Linked DNA regions of Drosophila melanogaster: region 2 is linked to region 1. A link is a contact called in public Hi-C data. All regions are on one chromosome and are shown on one strand. The core of a region is the stretch at or near the end of the contact, and the rest is flanking DNA. Distances in the headings are between cores, read along the strand shown.

The links. Hi-C and Micro-C count contacts between places; a contact is called where the count stands out from the background.
Region 2: a contact with region 1 is called in a Hi-C map of the Kc167 cell line, with 3 times the contacts expected there. A contact is called at or near these places in 25 of 107 Hi-C or Micro-C datasets (the Clone 8 cell line, the Kc167 cell line, the ML-DmBG3-c2 cell line and 10 more) and 1 of 7 datasets of targeted methods (the Kc167 cell line).

The regions. Positions count from the first base shown.
Region 1 is chr3L:22,943,361-22,948,396 of dm6, reverse strand. It overlaps Mes2 (Mesoderm-expressed 2), which reads right to left and starts at 2,740. Exons shown (of 3, transcript NM_168979.4): 1 at 2,457-2,740; 2 at 1,827-2,127. The coding sequence starts at 2,610. It overlaps mir-9388 (mir-9388 stem loop), which reads right to left and starts at 3,281; the gene lies at 3,190-3,281.
Region 2 is chr3L:22,979,907-22,984,942 of dm6, reverse strand. No RefSeq gene overlaps it. Among named protein-coding and RNA genes, the nearest start is that of CG32457, 5.2 kb to the left of the region's middle.

The DNA of each region.
Region 1 (5,036 bases), core at 1,491-3,990:
CGACGATGCTGCGACGTTGTATAATATTCGCCGCTTGGCGAGATCTGTGTTATGGCTATGGCTGTGGCTATAGCTGCGGCTATAGCTCCGGCTCAAGCGCTGCCCGACTGGCCGGGCCCGTTGAGCTGTCTGTTATCAGCTCACAATAATAAAAATTTAAATATATACACACACCATGGGTGAGTGTGCGCGGGCATGTGTCGGGGCCGTCGACTGCTTGTTGCCCATGTGGGTACAGTCAATTGAAAGGAAATGGCCTTATTTCATATAAATATGTACATAAAGTACACACACTCACACACACACACACACCCGCAGCTCGAGCACGGCTCCATATGAGCCAGAACATTGGACGGGGCAGACTCTCGACTGAGACCATTTGCGGGTCTCTGGCCCGGTCATTCCTTTGTTCGGATTGGTTTTTTCCACATTACCGCTCCTTAGTGTCCATATGCCCCCTTGCCTTGTTTTTGCTATTCTTTTTCGCTGGGCAGATGTTTTCTCAGACACGGTGCTGAGATTTGCTCGAATTGTTGGGCGTTTATGCAAATCGACTGGGCTAAGGGATGAGTTTTGTACGAAGGCTCGAATGGAAGTGGAATTTCGTAGTTACGGTTCGAATAACTTTATGCTAAACTTATCACATGTTTTTTATGTGACAATTGTATGTATTGTCTATTCGATCTGAACATATTTCCGAATTCTCAATTTATTTAAATTGTCAGATCTTTACGAAGTCCGTGATTCTATGATTTTTGAAATAAATTTATTGACATATTTTGTCCAACATTAGATCTAAGCCATGACTCACAAACTCATACACTTCTCAGTGTACATAAGCTGAAGTGGCTACTCGCATAAAATGATAAGATTCTTGGAATTTCCTGCAATAATTATTTTTGATTGAGCCAAGCTAAACAACATTGTTCGCTTGACTGACTACTGACAAGCACACATATTTTTAGGGGGGCAGATTCGGAAAAACCTCTTTCAGACACAGGACTGGAAAGCATACAATACCTTCGACCAATGTAAATGATCGTTGGAAAGGTGAGTCACATTATTATTGTGTATAAGTTAGCTAGTCTTCAAACTGATGCATGTATTTGTTTCGCATGAATCAATCCGTGTATGACCAAAACAGAAGACCAATCTAAACCGAAAACTGTTATTCACGACTCAAGCCAAACTTTGACCGTTGTTCGATGGTTGTATGGTTAGTGACGGCTTATCAAACTCATTGTAATATAAGTAGCCAAATGTACTCCTGACACAAATAATGTTCAGAGTGTAAGACGATATTATTGAAGAACTGTAGTCGTAAGGGAGCATTACTTTTGAGAAATAACGGTTCCACTTTTAGATTTGTTTTGGTATCGATCTCCAAAAAGCAGAGGATAAGAATAAGTACGTTAATTAAGATCATTTTGGGAAAGGTAAATATTGCCTAGAAAGATTAAAAGAAAACTTGGAAATAAGTGCAATACGTTCTGTAATAATTATTCGTTGATATAGAATTTCATGTACTTTACTATTCGATTATAAGAATGACTCGTATTTCTGTCAAATTTTAAATTTAAGCGCTCTTCTCTCGTGTTCTATTATTGCTTTTGCTTTTGTAAAGCCATTTGGATGAAGATCATTTTTAGTGACATGATTTGTGGTGTGGCAATAATGGGTCAAGCAGAGAATGCAAAATTCATAACGGGCTCTATATTACTGGTCAACCCCAGGAGTCGATATTGGCATGAAACTTCCTTGACGGTTTTAAATTTAAGAGAATCACCTGGTCACCAGTTCACTAAAATACTATTCCTTATACTTACTTTCGTTCTCTGATGACATCGCGCAGGAAATCCATGGCCTCATAGAGACTCCACTTGGGCTTGAAGCCATTGCCCATTAGCTTGACGTGGGCGAGTTCACGGCGGTAGGATTCCCTCAAGGACTTGAAGGCCCGTGCAACGCGACGCCCGGGAGCGTTGAACTCGCGGCCTATGTGCTCCCAGGCTCGGTTCTTTTCTTCTTCGGCGCCCTTGAAATTCGGGAGACGGGAGTCCCAGAGAATTGGATTGTCGTGCACCATTTGGATGAGCTTCAGCTTGTCGGAGGCGTTGCGCCGAACCACTGTTGGGACACAAAAATGAATGCAAATAATATAAGTCCTCGAGTCTCGACAGTCGAATATTTTAAGAAAGCACGGTACAGGCACCTCAAAACTTCTATAAGTCGAACTTTTTTAACCCAAATGTACATACATACGTATGTACGTATATGTATGTACATTGCACATAGGGTGAACCGAACTATTTGAATAGGCAATGAAGAGATAAAATAAATTCTACTGCTTGTTCGACGTATCGACTTTCGACTGCATTTTGCATAAAAATTGTACATATATACATATGTATGTACGTATGTTTGCATGAATGTGGGGAATAAATCTGTGTACGCACATTTCTTTATCTTCTGAGAGGGCATGGCAGTTGCGGCGGCCAGGGGGTGGGGCTCCAACTTGGGCTTCATGTCAAGAGCGATTGCCGCGGCGGCAGCACTCATGTCCTGCAGCGAGTGGGTGGCGGTGGGCAAACAGCCGCTCACGGGCGCCATCAGAATGTTCTGGAGGATTTGAAGGCTTGAACTGGCCAGGGCTCCACAGTACTCTTTAGTTCGGACGCGATCGCGGTCGGCTGATAACGGGGCTGCTACCCTCTCACGACCAAGTTTAAACGGCAACTAAAAACCAAGACCAGAAAATAACAACCACCGCGGCAAGCGGGCTGCGCTCAGCCGTCGTCGACGCCGAGCCGGCAGCGCAGTTGGCAGCAAGCCCGCATTCAGAGCCAAAAAATCACGCGCATTCGACATCGACATGAGAGCCAGCTATAGCTCTTTGCGCTCTCTGTCTCTCTCCGGCCGTGGCTCGCTGCCACCGTTCCCGTTATCTGATCCAGACATATAGGTCTAAAGCGCTCTCCGGGCGCTGCCTAGAGCGCGACTCGCCGGATGGAAACCCCGTTTAATCGCAATCACAAGCCACAGAAAGTAAAAGCAAGCGAAAAGCGGCGTCGCACACACACACACACACAACAGGGAGAACGCGCAGAACGAAACAACAGAAAATGTGTGTAATACAAAAATCCGTTGACGCGTTCGCATTTGGTTTTAGCAGAGGAATTGTCGAGCGTTCGTACGTACTTGCATACATATGTATGTATGTACTACATGAATGTACCATATACACATGTATGTACATACATACATACGTACCAAAATACTTGGATAGCGTTTCTTGGCAGAATACGCTGCACTTCGGCCATATCAGCTTCAATTAATATAGGGGGGTCGATTCCCGTATCGGAACAATTTCGAGGAATTTAAAGAATTCATGACTATGTACATATGTACATACATTTATTGTAAATCTCCAACGCATTAAGGTTTTAGACTAACATAATAATTATAAGTTTACTGGAGTACACACATACATATAATCTTGATCTGTCCGCCTGTCCGTTCGCATGCAAGTTAGTGCGTTCGCAAGCCTATCCAGACGCCATGAAACCGTTTATTGGCCAGGTATCCTGCTCTCAGTTGTGAAAAGGGATTTGATTTTCATTTCATTTTGTTATATAAATGTAAATTTCCATCGAAATGACAAAAAAAATCTCAAAATTCGCTGAGTAACGGGTATCTGATAGTCGAAAGTAATCGACTATTGTTCTCTCTTGTTTTAAATAAATAAGAAGAGAGAACGCACGAGTTCCCCGAATATCAAATACCTTTTACTCAGCTAGTGGAAGTGAGAACGCGAAATTTCATAATTTTTTAGGACCATCGATAGATATTGGACAAGAAGAAATGGGAGGTTTGTGGTCGTTAGAGTGGGCGTGGCATAAAGTTTTTGTAGCAAATCGATAGAATTTTACAATACTAATAAAAATGTGAAAAAAAGATATAACATATTTTTCAAATGTGTGTCCGTGACAGGTTTCTGCGGCTTACGGTCGATAGTGGGTGTGGCATAATCGATAAAAATTTATAATTAAAAAAGATGAAAAAATATCAAAACTTTTTTAAAAGTTTTTTTGCAAAACCATACACATTTGCAAGACTAATAAAACTATGAAAGAATATCAAAACAGTTTTCAAAAGTGTGGGCGTGACAGTTTTGCCCGACTTGTGGGCGTGGAAGCAAACTGGCTCTGTGTCTATGTTTCTAGAATCTGTATGCATAATCTTGACCTTCTAGTTCTTATAGCTCCTGAGATTTCGACGTTCAACGGACGGACAGGCTATTGATCCTGATCAATAATATGAATACTTTCTATCTGTTAAATACTTTTTAACGAATCTAATATACTCTTTTATACTACGAGTAACGAGTATAATTACTGGAAGATAAATAATTTTGTGTAGAATTTACGATATAAGAGCACAAATTTGTTGTTAAATGTAAAGAGGGCTAAATATACTCATCGGACGATCTGATTCCATCAATGGCTGGCTGCTTGACTTAAAGATTTATAATTTTTTTCCAGGGGGCCTGGCCATAGCTTAAGCAATGAATAGTTGAAGAAGGGTGGGTTAGTGTTCTACCACAGTGTGTTTTTGTGGACTCCGCCCGTGGCTGGCTTCGTTCGCTGCAGTTGTAGAGTCGAAGTTCAGTTCATTATCGTATTTCCCCGTTTATAGAATTTACAAATGAACATTTGGATCACACATGTTGGTCTTGCCAAGGAGTGACAGGGAGGCACCGAGAGTGTTAGAGTGAGAATGCGTTTGAGCGAATGCGTGTGTGTGAGTGGCAGCACAGATAAGACCGTCCGAGGTTGTCTATTTTGTCCCCCGATCATTTAAGCCGCTGAAATCCAGTAACTGCAATCGACAACCGCGTCGGTAGGGAAGCAAATGGCGAACAGAGAGCCAGAGAAAAATGAAAACGCTTTGTCTGTACGTAATTTATGCCTAATGAACTATTTCCGGCCAAGTGTCAATTAATGTATTCTGTTTTGGGACAACAACAAGCAGCACAA
Region 2 (5,036 bases), core at 1,408-3,907, 37 kb before region 1:
ATTAAATAATTTGTTTAAAGAGGAACAAGAATAACACGGGGCAAGGAAAATAAGAAAAATGCAAAAGACTGGGACTCACTACTCAATTTTAAAGACAATATAAATGTATTAAAGAAGAGAATTATAAGTCTATGTCATATATGTATGTATACGCATGTATGTATATGAACAGTTCATGGCCACTTATATAACTAGCGTAAAACAACTTTTGTGCCTACTGGTTTGTATTATAGATTTACAGTTTATTTATGATATAAAATGAAAGAAATATAAAACCTAGAAATTGCTTTTCACCTGGGGTCTTTATAACTTATATTCTTAGGTGTCGATTTTTCCTACGACTGTTTGAAATACATGATTTGCGAAAAAATAAAAGAGGCTATCCAACCGATTGGCCTCAGAGTGCTGTTCAGGGTTGGGTTGTATAAATACATATATGAGACATAGTTTTAATTTACTGTTTCAAGAGAAGTCAGCCTTTGTCGAACAGCAATAACAAGATTTAAACAGAAGGATCTACATTTTTATCGACAACGGCATCCAACAGAGCAATGTCGTTTTTTACCCATTTGTCGTAGAATACAAGGGTATGCAAGGTTCGTTGAAAATTATCTAAAGGGTAGAAAGAGCGGTTCCAACAAAAAAAAGTGTACACTATCTTGATCTGTATAACTTGCCGAGTCGATCCGGACATGTCCGTCCGCTGGTCGTGATCTCGGAAACTATAAAGGCTAGAACGTTGATATTAATGCTTAATATTATTATTCGTTTACTATACGTCAAAATCTGTCGATACTACATGTCTTCAATGTGTTAGTATAAGTTCCTTGCTTTTTTATGTTTATCTCCGTAATGCCTTTTGGGTATATCAATCGATTTGGTAAGCGCTGAAGGTGTAGAGGATTCAGCATCGATGTGGATGAAAATTCTTCCGGTTTCTTGAGCCCAGAAGATAGCAAAGTGTTATTATTGCCGGGCAGAGATAAAGGGGCTGACGTCAACGGCTGAATCGTAGGGACTGCCAAGACTTTTGGGGTTACCTCTCCCTTGGTTGCTGTTCTGGTTATCATATGACTGCTATAAGCGCCTAGGATAATGATAACAAACACTGTGATGGCCTGCATTGAGTGCTTAAAGCTGTTCGATGACTGATTAAAATCTATTTAATATACTAGTTTTAGCCGCCGTCTTCTGTATACCAGCAATAGCTTCCTTCTATAACTAACTTCATAATGTCCAATTCTACGAATTACACCAAAACACATGTTTAAATATCAATAGATGGAAAAACAGCTTCTTTGAAGCTGTTCTCGTCTTAAACAATACTAGTATTAACGATATTGCGACGATACATTTTTAAATGCTTTTGGAAAAATAAAATAAAAGAGAATGCTTTAATCGACTTCCCCGACTATCAGATGCCCATTACTCAGAAAGTTTGAATGCAAACGCGAAATTTCATAATTTTTCTGGTATATCAATAGATCTTGGTGAATAAAATTAAATTAAATTAAATTGCCGTAGCAATATAAGGCGCCTTGTAGGTGTTAGAGTGGGAGTGGCAACTTGCGCTGCGTCTGTGTCTCTAGAATCTGTATGCAGAATCTCAACCTTCTAGCTTTTATAGTTCTAGACGTTCATACGGACAGACGGACATGGCCAGATAGACTTGGCTATTAATCCTGAATATATATAATTTATAGGGTTGGAAACGACTGTTACATACGTTTTAAAGAGTCGAATATACCCTTTTACTCAACAAGTAACATAAAATTTTCAAAGGTCGTGACCGTTTCGGAAGTTTTATATATGTATTCTAGTTCATATAGCTCCTGAGATCTCCACGTTCATACGGAGGGACAGAGCGTGTACTTGATTACCTTACTTACTACTACACAAACATTGAGAGTAGGGCCAGAAACAATTCAATTTGTCCCATTTCTGCAGCCTAAATTAAATTTCGAACTAAGAACTTGTACTAAGTACAAGCTCAGGCAAACGCACTTTTATTACCACCAACCTAAGAAAGTGAAATTCATTTGTGAATTCATTTAGTTGTTGAGCTAATAAGCTTAGCTATTTTTATATCCGTTACTCGTAGAGTACCTAGATTCTTTGAAAAGTATGTAACAGGTAGAAGGAAGCGTTTCTGACTATATAAAGTATATATATTCTTGATCAGGAACAATAGACGAGTCAAATTAGCCATGTCCGTTTGTCCGTATGACCGTCGAGATCTCAGGAACTATAATAACTAGAAGGTTGAGATTAAAATTCTAGAGACATAGACGCGTAAGTTTGTTGATCCAAGTGGCCACGCTCACTCTAACACCCTCAAAGCTCACAAAACTGCCACTCCCACACTTTTAAAAAAGGTGTTGATATTTTTTCTTATTTTTATTAGTCTTGTAAATTTTTATCGATTAGCAACAAAAATAAAATGGAATATGGAAAATGTATCAGCATATAATAATGTATGTATTAGCATATTAGCACTTTAATTTAATTTCCGTGATAGGATTGATAGGATCTCCACAAAAAAAACCGACTATGGGACTAACGGACGACAGAACAACAAGGACAAACAATGACCCCCCACCCAACATACAATTCCTACCAAAGATCAGTTAACAGAAAATGTGATCCCTACAAGTATGCTACACTTTGCACAACGTAGACCCTCTGACGACTCATGGATCCCCTAGAGAAATTTACTCAGATGTATAAAGCATTATACATTTTAATTTTAAACATAAAATGTAAAATGTAAATGTAAAATTTGTTCTGAACACGTGCATAAATATAAACATACTAATTTAAATTGTTTTAAACACGATTTTGAATTTGTGGCCCTAAATGTAAAATTAATTTAGCCTCTTCTGTGAAAAATTATTATTAACATTATTGGAGGGCATTACAGTGAGGGTACTTCAGTCAATTCAAAGGACGGCATTAATGGTGGCGCTGGCTGCGATCTTGCTGCTACTTGGTCTTGAGGAGCTTCTTTTCCTATCCTTTCTTAGACATCTTGGCTATCACTGGGCTGGATTTTTGTACAAATTAAATTACTGGCTTCCACCAGCCATTTTCGGTATTAGAAAATGTTTGGGCTACAGCACAAGCACAACACATACCCTCTAGTGGTTGGCACTTTAGTTAGAAATAAATATTCACAACATCAAAATACAAATAAAAGAACACTTTAAAAAGATATTTACTTAAACCATAAAAATTAAAACTACTCGCAGAATTCAAAACTCAAACACCGAACTACAAGCTCCTGGAGAACTTCATTAAAATACTTATTAGAAAACTACCAATACAATTATTTACTATTTTGGCTCATCATGATATCACAGAATTAAGTGACCATCAACCATATGGCTGCATACTTTAAAGAAACCGGATGCTAAATTGCAAAGATGGAGAGCCAAATTAAACGAATGCCACTTTAAAATCGATTATATTAATATATAATATATTATATTAATTAATTAATATTAAAGAGAGAATTCAGCTTCCGATGCATTATCGAGAATTAAAATTAAAATTTATTAAACAAAATTTTAAATAGAAAATTTACCATTTATATTGAGAGCGGCAAAGATTTTAAAATTATTTAAAGTGCACGCAGAGAAATTATTATGCAATTTGGCTAAAACAGAACATAGAAAAACCAAAAGGCCTTTTAAAATCACACCTAACAAATTTGTGGTAGATATTGGTCGAATCATATTTATATTCATTCATATTTCATTCATTTGAGGAGAACATTACATCAGTTTCATTTAAATTTATTGTAAATTCACTGCATTTGAGAAAATTAAAACAAAGTACTAGATAGAATGCAGAAACGCATTAATGCAATCAATTAGATAAACCCAAATTATTAAAGGCAGACAGAGACGATGCTTTCCCCAGCTTAACTATAAAGCGATAGCTTGAAGCAGAAGGAATCGAATTTCAATTTAACACGGCAAAAGATCGGTGTAGCAGACGTCAAAATAAAACAATATCATTTATATATATTACAATATCAATAATCCGAATAATCAATTCATCTGATGACGAATAAGTACAATTAAGCAAAACAGAAACAATCCTTTTCGCATGCAACCATTACTCGGTTACTCGTTTAGTAAAAGGATATACTACATTCTTAGTATGTAACTGTCGTTTCCGACCCTCGGGGAACTCGACTATAGCATTCTCTTTTGTTTTTGACTCGACTCACGGTCCTACCGGTTGTATTGATATAAGCAAAGGATAAATCGCAGAACTCTTGGAAATAAAATTTTTCAATGAGGAAGTGTCACTAAAGCATTGAACTGGAAAGAATTTTCATCTACCAGTGGGGCAGCTAAAAGTAAGCTTAATCCGGGAGCTGGGAGCGTCGGTACCCGGTAGCCGTTAGTCGTGAACTGGCTGCCCGGCTTTGACTTTAGGGCTGTCTGAGGGAAGCGGAAATAACTGTCATTAAGCTGCAAGGACAAAAACTTTGGCATTCTCCTTGGCTTACATTTCATCAGCACTAATGATAAGAAAACAATTCAGCCACGTAAAAAAGGAGTAAAAAAAAAGCGACTAAACGTGAATACCAGGACACCAGACAAGGACACGTCTTTGGCTGCAGCTGCTTAGCCGGCATAATTATTGTAATAAGCAGAAAAATTACAATTTTCAACTTGCGATGACAACACCACTTGTCATTTACTCCCGTCCCGTTCAGCACTGCATTGAAACATTTTGTAATTTGCATTTAATTAGGGATTTTGTACAGCAGCTGCCGTAGCAAGAAATAGAGCTGCTGTAGCGGGATCTCCAGGTGTTCTCTTTTTGGCTTGTTTAGCCAAGTGTATTTGCATGGGGTGACGATGGCTTAAAGTCACTCAAAGGATTTGCAAATAAACCCCTCCCAGGCAAATACGGCTCGGAGAAAGCTGTTCACCACCCAAACATCATTGCGTATGGGCACATTTAATTACGGTACATCTTCCGTTCTTTCCCTATTTGCTTGTTTAACTAGGCCGAGGAGA